2 separate regions of the Danio rerio genome follow, and region 2 is linked to region 1. The links are chromatin contacts, called in public HiCAR-type maps. All regions are on one chromosome and are shown on one strand. Each heading gives the region's core, a stretch centred on a gene start, on an enhancer-like site or on the middle of the called end of the contact. The rest is flanking DNA. Distances are from core to core; before and after follow the strand shown. Region 1 overlaps trim45 (tripartite motif containing 45). Region 2 overlaps LOC141376109 (a long non-coding RNA gene).

The links. HiCAR-type assays count read pairs that join an accessible place to other places.
Region 2: a HiCAR-type map of caudal fin shows a contact between it and region 1, with 5 times the contacts expected there. The contact joins two enhancer-like sites. A contact is called at or near these places in 2 of 18 Hi-C or Micro-C datasets (caudal fin and embryo) and 2 of 4 datasets of contacts at active chromatin or transcription factors (caudal fin and gastrula embryo).

Annotation. Positions count from the first base shown.
Region 1 is chr9:22,145,239-22,148,099 of GRCz12tu, forward strand. It overlaps trim45 (tripartite motif containing 45), which reads left to right. Exons shown (of 6, transcript XM_681301.9): 3 at 145-274; 4 at 1,080-1,194; 5 at 1,306-1,432; 6 at 2,719-2,861. It overlaps LOC141376109 (a long non-coding RNA gene), which reads right to left. Exons shown (of 3, transcript XR_012385312.1): 3 at 2,086-2,231. Among named protein-coding and RNA genes, the nearest start is that of trim45, 8.8 kb to the left of the region's middle. Within about 2 kb of position 1,368, at least 25 of the 62 cell types and tissues checked have an H3K27ac peak or open chromatin away from gene starts, as enhancers often do.
Region 2 is chr9:22,380,901-22,383,761 of GRCz12tu, forward strand. All of the region lies in intron 2 of LOC141376109 (a long non-coding RNA gene), which reads right to left. Among named protein-coding and RNA genes, the nearest start is that of tent5c, 14 kb to the right of the region's middle. Within about 2 kb of position 1,486, at least 4 of the 62 cell types and tissues checked have an H3K27ac peak or open chromatin away from gene starts, as enhancers often do.

The DNA of each region.
Region 1 (2,861 bases), core at 118-2,617:
TCAGTGCATTGATTATTTAGCTTTCAATGTTTTTAATCAAAATGTCACAACTCTTGTTCTGGTTCTCCTTTTTTTCTTTCTAATGAAGAAGAATCTGGCTCTTCTGTCCACTCACATACTTGTCCTGGTGTGAATCACTCACAGGTGTGGAGCGAGGTTGTGAAGGTCAGCGGGGCGAGTTCACTCTGGTTTGCAGGGACACTTCTGGAGAGCAGATGGGCCAGGGTGGAGACCCTGTGATGGTCAGCATAGTCCACAGGGAGAAGAAGGGCTGGTGAGGATATGAAAAAATTAACACTAATACATTTAAATAATAATAATTAAATCTTTACTTGAAGCATACCAAAAGCCAATGCATTGTAATTCTGATTAAATTTTTTTAAATATGCTGTTTTCTTTTGAGATTATACTTGATATAAGTTAAAGTGTCTTTATTGTGCTTTTTGCATATTATTATTCATGAAGGGTGTCCTCAGAAAGGAAAATAAAAACTATTCGAATTGCCTGAAACTAGTTATAGACTGGCGGATCAAAGGGTGGGGCAAGAGGGGCACAAGCCCTCGTTTAATTTGGATTGACCACTATAGTGCTCTTTCCTCTAAGTCATTGCTGATTTATATCAAAGCTCGGACATAAAGATGCGCTTTAAATTATGTCAAACACCGAATGTTACCTGTTACTTCAGTTATTTTTCTTGTATGATAAGTGCTTTCATCCCAGTAGATCAACTGGCTTGTTTTAAAACTGGGATTAAAGTTGTTACAATATTGCTTGCTGTGGTTTGCTTTCAGACAAATGTTTTAAAATCAACCAAAATTGATAGTCATATGCGAGTAGACTAAACATGTCATTCATTGATCAGAGTTTCAAGGTTTATTTTCCGGGATTCTGCTCATAGCTGTCATATATGCGTTATTTTAAAAGACCATTTTGACCTGTTAGAACTTATAGAGGCAATCAATAAATAACCAAGGAGAAAGAGCAGACCTTGCAGTCAAAATACTGAACATTATCAGCATCTGAGATGAGATAATAACATTATCCAGACAGTGAGCTTTCTCTTTGATGTCATATTCCAGCAGTGTAGAGGCGTCTGTGGTGGACAACAGCGACGGCTCCTACTGTGTGTCTTACAGCCCTGCTGAGGCTGGACTTTACTCAGTGTGGGTCTGTGTTAAAGCACAGCACGTCCAGGTACATGTGCAGATAATAAACAGTACAGCTATTTATTGATAATTATTTTAAAAGAATTATTAATGCCTTTAAAAAGCAGTTATGCTGGGACTGATAATCTCTGGTTACTAGGGCTCACCATTTGTGCTGAACGTGAAGAGGAAGTTGAGACGTCACAGTGGTATCTTCCACTGCTGCTCCTTTTGCTCCAGTGGGGGCAGTAAAGAGGCTCGCTGCGGCTGCACAGGGACCATGCCAGGTACTCTTTACATACAGCTACAATAAAAAAAATCAAGAGACTACTCGAATATTCTCAGCTTCTCTGGATTTATTACTGCGTGTTTAAGAAAAACATATATTTTTAGTTTTTGTCTGTACAGATGGTATTTTTTCCAAATTTAAAATAAAAAGGTGTATTTTCTTGTAGTTTTTTTGTTGCATAAACTAAAATAATGCGCCCCATTTTTTATGATTTCAGAGGAGTTTTGAATTTTCATATTTGGTAAAATAATACTGATTTTCAATCACAAAAAATAAAACGTTTTTTATTCTCACAATGCTCTAAATGACAATCATTTTCCTTCAAATTTGAAAGAAATGTTATCGGACCTTCATAAATTGAAACAAATATAAACATAGTACTCAAAATAAGACTTGGTTAATCCAGAGACACTAAGAATTAACAAATGTTTCTTCTAATATTTGTGGATTTCAAACTTTTTGGTCTTGTAAATTGGAAACATTTATTTAAAAAAAATATTTTCTTAATTGTTTAACGTCTGATCTGTCTGCCTCTAAGCTAAAAATTGTAGCTTTCTTGTTATTACAACAGAAAACATCAGACCTGTAGACAGCCTGGTGAAAGGGGTGGTTCTTTTTCTCAAAAGTGCATCTTTTTGCAATTGTACGCCTCATTTTCTATTGAATTCTGAAATTTAAACTGCATTTTAGTGACATTTTAAGCACTAATCTGAATTAGCTTGACGGATGGTCATCATAACCACACTTTTTGACTATTTTAGCCAAAATATTATTCAAATAAATTTTAATACGGTACACTTTTGGTGCTTCACACCTTTTTATTGGTCTTTTGTTTTGTTTTAAGAATAAGGTCCAAGATTTAGAATAAAGGTTACTTGTAAAATGTTTTCTCCATTTAAAAACAATACAGTAGTAAAAAAAACGATGTTGGACTCCACAACAAAGGATTCCGCTTGGTCTTAAAGCCTTTTTCAATGGATTATTTTCACCATGATGGCATAGCAGTCAAAATAGAACAAACAATTTCTGGCATTTGTCAGTGAGCAGTGGGTCTTTCAAACCACCCCAGGGGAAATGACACATCATATTCTGACTATTCATATTTTGGCATCATAAAAACTCACAGAGGCTCCCAAAAGTCCCATATAAAATCTTAATTGCATCTTATATGCACTTTGTTTTGTTGTTTTGAGTTTAATGAATCTGATTGATTATTATGTTCATAATGTCAACAGAGATGTGTGTCATTGGATGTAATACTTAGTGCTGTTTTTGTGTGTACAGGGGGGTTTAAGGGTTGTGGACACGGTCATAAAGGACACCCCGGTAAGCCGCACTGGTCGTGTTGTGGGAGTGTAATGGAGGCCTCTGAGTGTGTTCTCCATAACCTGGGATCTATGTCTCCACGTGGACACCTCCGCACTGTG
Region 2 (2,861 bases), core at 236-2,735, 240 kb after region 1:
AGAAACACTGTTTTATACTATAGTTTTTAAATATTAGGTGGCATGGTGGCATTTGCATGTTCTCCCTGTGTTTGTGTGGGTTTTCTCTGAGTGTTTTGGTTTCCCCCACAGTCTAAAGACATGCGCTATAGGGGAATTGAATAAACTAAATTGGCTGTAGTGTGTGTGTGTGAATGTGCGAGTGTATGGATGTTTCCCAGTACTGTGTTTTGGCTGGAAGGGCATCCACTGTGTAAAACATATGTTAGAAAAGTTGGTAGTTCATTCAGCTGTGGTGAATTCCGATAAATTAGGGACTTAGCCAAAGGAGAATGAATGATTGTATAAATTACAGTAAAATGTTAAACAGGGTGAGGCAGTGGCGCAGTAGGTAGTGTTGTCGCCTCACAGCAGGAAGGTCGTGGGTTGCTGGTTCGAGCCTCGGCTCAGTTGGCGTTTCTGTGTGGAGTTTGTATGTTCTCCCTGCGTTCGCGTGGGTTTCCTCCGGGTGCTCCGGTTTCCCCCACAGTCCAAAGACGTGGTACAGGTGAATTGGGTAGGCTAAATTGTCTGTTGTGTATGACTGTGTGTGAATGAGTGTGTGTGGATGTTTCCCAAAGATGGGTTGCGGCTGGAAGGGGATCCGCTGCGTAAAAACGTGCTGGATAAGTTGACGGTTCTTTCCGCTGTGGCGACTCCAGATTAATAAAGGGAATAAGCCGACAAGAAAATGAATGAATAGTAGTGAAAATTATAATAATAATAATAAAAGTGAAAAGATAATAATGATAATATTAGTGAAAATAATAGTGAAAATGAAAATAATGATATAAGTAAAAATATTAATAATAGTGAAAAAATAATGATGAAAATGATATAGTAAAAAATGATAATAGTGAAAAATGATGATAATATTAGAGAAAATAATAATAATAATGAAATAATAATAGTGAAAATGATTTATTGCACGCCTCTCGCTAGTGCCCATATACAGCCATATTGCACTGATACTCGTGTGATATTGCTCATATATTGGTGCTCTACCAATAAAAACTGTTCTTGGTTTAATCTTTATAAAAGTTTTACCTTGTAATCTTTTTACAATCCTGAAGGACGTGAAATTCATTGATCTAAAGCTATGAAGCCTGTAGCTTTTATAGGAACATCCTCAGTATTTAGCTTGAAACAAGCAACAGCGCATACGTTTCCGTTGTCTCAGTAATAATAACATTTAGCCGTGCTGTGTGTTTGTTTGAAGGCCTTCATGCTCTTGTGCTCTTGGCAGCACACGCTGATATTATAGGTCGTGGTGAACTGGCACATCACCCTGCTCTTCTTCTTCACGTCATCAGCAAATACCACTTCACATATGGTTTTGTTCTCTGGATTTAGCAGAAACAGCAGATTTGAGGGGAGAAATTCCTCTTTTTTTTGTGTGTGTGTGTGTGTGTGTGTGTGTGTGTGTCGGGACAGGATGGCTGGCTGGCTGACAGAGGTCGTGATCTGAGTGTCATTTGCCCTCTTTCAACAACTCTTAGTGACACACTGTGACCCCATGGATCATCTGCTGAATACATGCTGACTGATCTCTGCCTTCATATCTGAATAAGACCACTAGCGGAAATGTATTGTACATTTTACTAATGAAATATGCAGTTGTTTTGTTTTTAAGAACTTAATTTTACCATTGCATTATTATAACAGGAATAAGAACAAATGGTAAATCTTATTCTCAGCAAGCTTCATTTATAAATTAAGTGACTCTACTGAAAAACTATTTATAAAAAATGAGGTAAATAAAGATTGTTATTGTGCTTATCAATATCCTGGATCTTAAGTTCTCCCAATGGCACCACTTTATAGTCAATGGCTTTATAAAAATTTTAGTCATTTACATGACTTGTAATTGTTTTAAGTGCATTTGGGGGGTGAAACACACACACACACACACACACACACACACACACACACACATATATATATATATATATATATATATATATATATATATATATATATATATATATATATACATATACATACATACACACACACACACATATATATATATATATATATATATATATATATACACACACACATATATATAAATTTATACATATATGTGTATGTATATATATATATATATATATATATATATATATATATATATATATGTGTTTGTGTCTTTTATTATTATATTTTATTTTAAATTAAATTTATTATATATATTTATATTATTACATTATTTTAGGTATAATATAACCCTTAGGTCAGAACACAAGTCAGATATAAAAGCGAGCAATACACTTGGAAAATCAGCATGTTGCAATGCAAAAACTTTACAGTAGAAAGAAAAAAAAACAAGCACGGTCACAGTGAACCAGGTAGGTCAGTTGGCAACTCCTAATGATAGCATAGCGATTACACATCACACAGAGGCTGAACCACTGGAGAAATGAAACATGAGCATATGGAGCACTGCTTACTAATATCCTCCTCACTAAATGCTTGTGCTAAGTTTGATTTAAACCATGCTGGAACAAAACAAATCTTACAGGTAAAACAGCATTGAAAATGCTATAGACCCTTTCACACTTCCAGGTTCTCCGTAGCGGAAGGCTTCATGGTTGGGTAAACTTAGAGCTCAGTTAATGGGAAAATACAACAAATATTTTTTGTACTATCTTGTTTGCTGAAATAATAAAATAAAACCTCCACGGTGATGTTACTTACAGACTTACAGAAAAAGGAAATAATAGTGTGAGATTGATGGGGGCAGCCAGAGGAGAGAATAACGTCAAATTTACTCTCAGCCCTATAGACGCTGCATTAGAAACACCTCGCATAAGCGCTAATTCATTTTTTGTAATATGAAGCAA